2 separate regions of the Mus musculus genome follow, and region 2 is linked to region 1. A link is a contact called in public targeted proximity ligation data. All regions are on one chromosome and are shown on one strand. The core of a region is the stretch at or near the end of the contact, and the rest is flanking DNA. Distances in the headings are between cores, read along the strand shown. Region 1 has its middle 170 kb from the start of Rfx3. Region 2 holds the start of Cd274 (CD274 antigen).

Region 1 (3,444 bases), core at 254-2,753:
TTCATTCTATTGCTGTCTGAACTGGGACAGACTACCTGAGCTTACTTCAGAGAAACACAGGCTCAGGTGTACATTTGAGGGTTTGTATTTTTAAATACATGCAAAACTAGGGAATCAAGCCTATTCCATGTGGTTCCATAGCCACTGGCCGGTTGAGGGAACTTCTTCACTGTCTCCAGCTCATAGTGACCTGTTGTTAGTTTATCAAAACCGTCTGATCCCTGATTATGGGAAAGATGCAGTGAAAGATCCAACATGGGCTCTGCCTTTTGGTATTTTCAAAGAATTACATGATAAGTCAACACACTGGAACATTGCAAGCCACCACTCCACCTTGCCTCTCTGGGCATACCACCTCATGTATCAAGGGTAGAATCTGTTTTCTGTTTCTTTAAATCTAGACAGCATTTTTTGCCTTGTTTTTGGCTCAAAGGATATGACATAAATCTGGCTGTATCATTGCATTACATAGCCTTTAAGATCTGTTCGAGATCTGAGATGCTCTACCAAAATACTCAACCACCCTCTAGACAATGATGTCAAATCATCCTCTAGCTATCCCAGCTTCCATATCTGAGGCAGTAGGCAAAGGATGAAGCCATATTGGGTGCTCCAACCCAGTAGAAATGTTTCTAGCTATGCTACATAGCAGAGAGGAGCCCTGCTTAAAGCCCTGATCCATAGACCAAATGCACCAAGTGTTTTATTTTTTTTTTAAGCAATTAACTTTGGGTTTGTTTAGTATATGGTAGTACATATTAGAGAGAGAAGATAAGAATAGAGATTAGGAGCTATGGAAGAGAAAGAGCCCTAAAGGTAAGGTGAAAGGGATTAGGGGAAATAGAGTTTAAGCTGAACTTTAAAGGGATGAGCAGCTCTGAGAGCCACGTGTCCATAGTCTTCCCCCAACCATTTCTCACCCTAAGATAGGAGCCCTTGTCCTAGAAGCAAAACGCCACAGATGACAACAGATTAAAGGTACAAGAAAAAGGCCCAATGGCCAGAGTCTCTGCCACCTGGATAAGGTGATGGTCCTCAGAACCTTATTCCTCGGTGTGCTCGTACCCCTCCTCCCGCCCCACCTCTCCCTGGTTATTCTCTTTTTCTCACTGACATCTTCCCATTTCTCCTCAAAGGCACCCCTCAACTTACCCAAGCACCTCTATTTCCTGCCATAATAACATTCTAATATTTTCCCCCATGTTTTCATTTTTATGACTTCAATAAAAGGAGTGATTTTCCCTAGCAGGTACCCTTGAAGGGGTTGTAGAATTATATGGTACCCAGTGTGCAATTAATTCGTTATGAAGAAGAAAAAAAAAAGATGTGTGTGTGTGTGTGTGTGTGTGTGTGTGTGTGTGTGTGTTTTCCTACAAGGGAAGCAATAAAAGTGACTTTTGCTAACTTTCTTCTCACAATTTCTAATGAGTCAACATGTGTTGAGGAGAAATTAGTCAGAGCAGAATGGATCCTGTTATGCAGTTCCACTTTTGTAAGCATGAGTCAGAGATTCCCGTGTGGCTGTGCCGTGAGCACCTGGCTGCGATGAGGAAGGCTGGGGGTAAAAGAACTCTTTCTTGAAAACTTCGAAAAGTAGCAGAGAATCCCTCAGAGTGTGAAGGAGAAAAAGAACAAATACCATGGTCAGAATTTAGTTTCATTATTATGGGAAAATGAATGACGTTGCTCTCCCCTACCCCTCTACCTGGTGACAGTTTGTAATTGACCAGGCAAAGCCCCTACTGTGCTATATAAAGTAAATGGAAAAGAGATGAGAATTCAGCAGATCTGACCTCTCAATACACACACACAAACATACACACACACATACACACACACACACACACACACACACACACAAATACATGTGTGCACATGCACTCGCACCCTACCTTTGACCATAATATCCTTTGTATGCTTAACTTGAGTTGCCATCTATGTAAGGTATTGAATTGGTAGAGGGGAGGAAGTTCAAGATGCATGAGATCTTGCCTGTAGGGTCAGAGATTGGTAGATAAGTGGAAATAATATCATAGCGGGAATTATTGGGTATATTATTATTACTGTATCTACAGGGTGCTTTGCAAAAATATGATTTGTGAGCAACTATCTACCTTCAGGTTCAGCAGGTATTTCCAGTTGGGATTTGTTAAAATCTTACAGTATGCAACATAGGATCTGGACACATACATACTGTATTTGTGGGAACCCGTTGACAATTAGTCAACTAGGAATAAATTATATTCCAGAACAACAATGTTTTTAACGGCTGAGAACCAAAGGTGGCAGTAACACAGCGTAGTCCTAACACAATGAAGCTGGAAACATACCATGCCAAGGCTGAGTTCATGGCCTTTGCTACTGCACATAGTTTCAAATACGCCTGGTAAAATGGATCTTTTCAGTATCTAATATTGTCAAGGTAGGGCAGCAGTGTATTTGAATAGTCATAGTATTAAACACTCAAATTCTTTGATTTTTTTTTTTTTACAAACAAGATTGAATTAGTCAGTAGAAGGAGAAACATATGGGAGGGCACAGAAGTGGCAAGCAATTATTTTTAAGTTGGATATATTCAAGCCTCACTTCGGCAAGGACCCAACCAGTAAATATCACTGTGGGAACGCTAACATGGAAACTGGTTTCATCTTTGTTTATTTTGTATTGAATAAACATTGATGGGGAAGCTGTGTGCAGGGTGTTGTGCCTCCTACAGACCTGCTCATCCATCTGCCTGGTCAACCTTTCTGTGGAGATAGAGTTGCCAGGACCACAAACTCAGCGTGTCCAATTGAAACTCATCTGGCCCCAAACCTGTTCAAGCCGTCTGTGTTTCCTATCTGGGTTCATGACGTCATCAGCATCCCAAATGCTCAAGTGCTCCCTTGTCATCAACTTCAGTCTTCACCTCCATCGCAGCTCTCCACATACCATACCAATAGCCAAACAGGATTGCATCACGTTCCTGTTTCTATTTAATAGTTCCAGCAACTTCTTGCCTGGGGTCTGTTTAATCACCTAGTCTAGGTAGTCTTTGCATAGGGACCTTGCCAGGTTTTTGCCACTATGGATTCATCTGTGTAGGAAATGGCTTAGCTATGGGAGGAGAGAGCTCTCTCTGCTATTGTCAGTTTGAATATGAGAAGACAGAAGAGAGCCAGGACAAGCCCCCAAAGCCACTAGCTCTCTACAAAAAGAGGATGACACAATTAGGCTTCATGCCTTGGGCGATACTAAGATTTGGTCAGACACTCATATTCCCACCCTTCCTCCCAGTTAACTCCACATCTCACAGCTCACGGTTAAACTGCCACAGTCGAAGGCACTCTGGTTAGAACTGTAGTTATTTATATACCCGGTCAGATAAGGAGTAGGTTCCATTTAGAATCTAAGCCCAATCTAATTTTCTTCCACATGCTAATACCTTTGAGAAGATAGCTTAGT
Region 2 (3,444 bases), core at 589-3,088, 1.2 Mb after region 1:
ACAGATCTGAATAGTCACAACCATACTAACATATCATAAAGCTTGGCCAGGCGTGGTGGCGCACACCTTTAATCCCAGCACTGGGGAGGCAGAGGCAGGCGGATTTCTGAGTTCGAGGCCAGCCTGGTCTACAGAGTTCCAGGACACAGAGAAACCCTGTCTCGAAAAACCAAAAACAAACAAACAAACAAACAAACACAAACCTATTAACTAGAAATATGTTTTGTCTGTGCACGTGTATATACACACACATATGTTTAGACTGAATTTCCACATATAAAGTCTATATTTTATTTTCAGTCAGCCAACTAATGTTATCTCTAACTTTAATTGCTTTATTCTATTATTGGGGTTCAAAAGACATTTGGAAGAGGGACTATCTCAGCTGAGGCTCTGGTCTTATTCCAATTTTATTGTTGCTGTTTAGAGTGCCACATTCTCTATAGATCCTTTAGGCAGCATCAACCCCAATGACTTCCAAGTTAAAAATGGAGATGCTTTGAGAATGTGAAAATCTCATTACAACTAAGCCAGCGGACACCCCAGTATTCACCCAGTGCACTACTTTGGAATAGTAGTTTTAGTAAGTAAGTGGGGGAAAGCAGAGAATGAAGAAGGCCCTTGAAGTCCAACAGTGAAATGTTTAAAGATGACAGTGCTCTGTGGAGTTCCCAAGGTTTTGTCTTGGAAAAAGTCCACACTTCCAGTTCGCAGAAAGTCTTTCTCAACATCATTTAGAATAGACTTCCCCCACCTGGATCCCGAGACTGGCCGTGATCCACAGCGTTCACAAAGGGCACGGTTCGAGATGGGAAGTTCTTGAACGGCAAGACAACTGGTTTCATTATGTCGAGGAACTTTGAGGAAGTCACCAAATCCACGATTTAAAAATATATTTCCTATTATACAGACACACCTACTTTCTAGAATTAAAACTGAGTCATTTGCTTGATATTAACTCTATAGGTTGTATAACTCTATATGTAAAGTCATGTCAAGACTGTCACGTATCCACGTATCCAGAAAGGGCTTGAAAGAGATGGGGAATCGGATGGTAATTTGAAGTGTCTGGATTCTGAAGATAAAATTTAAGTCAGAGATCTTATGACTTCAGATATTTTGCTTCTAAAGCGCTCACTGCTCAAGCCTGAAGATTTGAAATTCGGGTCCTCATTACCCATAATAAATGCAGTGATGGCCCATTTCTGAGACCCTAGCCCTGGCAGCAGGGGCGCGGATGGGGATCCCTGGACCACGCTGGCCGGCTAGTTTGGCCAGCTGCGAGCCCGAGGTTAGGTAAGAGAGACCCTCTTTCAAAAATCAAGGTGGGAGCTGTAGAGGAAGGCAACCTATGTGGATCTCCAAGCACACGCTCCCCCCCACCCCCACCCCCGACCTCAGGTTCCACTCCCACCCAAAATAGAGCTGAGTTGTTTACTCTGGACTGTTTCTTTGAGGGAACCTGATTTACAAGAAAGCTAATGCAGGTTTCACTTTCACTTTTAGTTTCGTTTTTAAATAGTGTTTGTTTGTTTTTGTTTTTATCGACAGCCTCTCAGTAGCAGCCCGGTTGTCTTGGAGCTCTCTCTATAGACCAGAGACTCACCTGCCACTGGCTCCTGAGTACTGGAATTAAGGCGTGTGTCACCGCACCGAAGCCTAGTTTCGTTTTTTCTTAAACTGTGAATATCCCAAAGCTGACTCTAAAGTCATCCGCAGGAAATACTATGAGATAAACTCATGCTCAAAGGGACTGGGTGGCTTCGGTTTCACAGACAGCGGAGGTTGGACAAGGCTTCCGCGGAGTGGGCGGGGCTCTGAACTCGAGATAAGACCAGGAAATCGTGGTCCCCAAGCCTCATGCCAGGCTGCACTTGCACGTCGCGGGCCAGTCTCCTCGCCTGCAGGTAAGGGAGCATCTTCTCGCGGAATCCGCTTGCAGGGCACTTTAAAGAGCCAGAATCCCTAGACCTTTTTAGGACGGAGAAGGGAACCGGTTTCCTGGGAAAGTTAAGAACTCAGAATCCGCAGTTTTGTGTGTTTATGGATCTTGTGGGTAGGTAGCTGGGTCAGAAGAGATGAATTAATTGGTCCTAGCGCGACTTGACTGTTTGCTAGCAATGACTGGGTCTTTCCACTTGAAGCATCTCCGGAGGTCCCTTCCTCTGTCGAGGTCTAGGATGCTGGAGCTTAAGATTTTCATTCTATCTGCCCAGAGAACCTAAAGGATTTTTGGAAGAAAATGTCCCAAACAGTTCTTAGATACAGTGACCTAGGCTATGTTAAAGTTTAGGTTGGGGTTGTCATAAGAGGTGAAAGTACAATATTCTATCTTTTTTTAAAAATAAATTATTACAGGTGCTTTCCTATGAATTACTTAGCCAGTTTTTTTTTAATTGCTATATTCCATTGTGCTGGGTTATTAAAGGGCATCACTCTCCCACTGAGGAATGCACAGGTTAGTAATAGTGCCTTACTAGCTCAGTCATCCACTGACCATCTGTGTATGTGACTGTCTGGAATATGGCTAGGTATTTCATTTAGATAAACTCTTATATGTATAAGTACTTCATTATGTTTGAGTGTCTGAAAGGCCTTTGTGTAGAAAAAAAAAAAACAACAACCTGAGAATACATTCCAGAAAGTATCCGCAGCTGATGATGATAGTGACCAAGCGGTGTTTAAGGAGAACTTTATACAGGGAAAATATTCACCTTTCCCAGCTGAGCATCATAGATAGGAAGACATGATAGTGGTTATATGCTGCTCTAAGGAGGGATGGAGAAGGGATGGATTTGAGCACAGGGTTCAGGATCATTTGATAGAATTTGAAAACTGGGTAAATTTTCACTCTTTTGAGAAAGGAAGTTTGCATCTGCTTCCCCTCCCCGCCCCAGGCACTCTTCCCCCCCCCATCCCCCCCCGTGCCCCCCCCCCCCATGGGAAGATAAAGAAGTGGCGTTCCAAGATCTTCATCTGGACTTCCCCTGGGACAAACCTATTTCCCCATCTTGAATGAGCGTCACTTCTTTACTTTAAACTCTGTTCTGTGAAAGGCTCTCAGCTCTTGTCTGGGAATTTGTGAAAGGTTACAGTTTCTTGCCGGAGGGAGGGAGAAGGTGACCCTGGACTCTTAGCCCATGTAAGAGGTGCAGGTTTAGAGGTCAAAGGCCATGCTGATTTACATGGTCCCTGAATTTCCCCTTTTGATCTACTGCTCACACCTGCACCCTGAGAGCCAGGGAGGGGAGGATATGATACTGAAGAAGGTGACTATCAGACCCAACCCATCACCTTTCAGACTTTATACTAAGCTTTAAAGCAGACTCATAAGCAATAGATAACTGTTCCAACTGAGTCTGCCATCAACGTAGGAAAAATTAGGTACAGTCTTCAGTGGATATCATGTACCTCATTGTGACTGTCTAGTACTCGGCTTGGCCA

The links.
Region 2: a contact with region 1 is called in a targeted proximity ligation map of pancreatic cancer cells. A contact is called at or near these places in 3 of 39 promoter capture datasets (embryonic stem cells, hippocampal neurons and stem cell-derived epiblast-like cells), 10 of 484 Hi-C or Micro-C datasets (B cells, the G1E-ER4 cell line, cerebellar granule neurons and 7 more) and 7 of 130 datasets of targeted methods (the NIH/3T3 cell line, astrocytes, embryonic forebrain and 3 more).

Annotation. Positions count from the first base shown.
Region 1 is chr19:28,175,523-28,178,966 of GRCm38.p6, forward strand. No RefSeq gene overlaps it. Among named protein-coding and RNA genes, the nearest start is that of Rfx3, 170 kb to the left of the region's middle.
Region 2 is chr19:29,365,600-29,369,043 of GRCm38.p6, forward strand. Cd274 (CD274 antigen) reads left to right here and starts at 1,839. Exons shown (of 7, transcript NM_021893.3): 1 at 1,839-1,907. It also overlaps a transcript of Plgrkt not described here.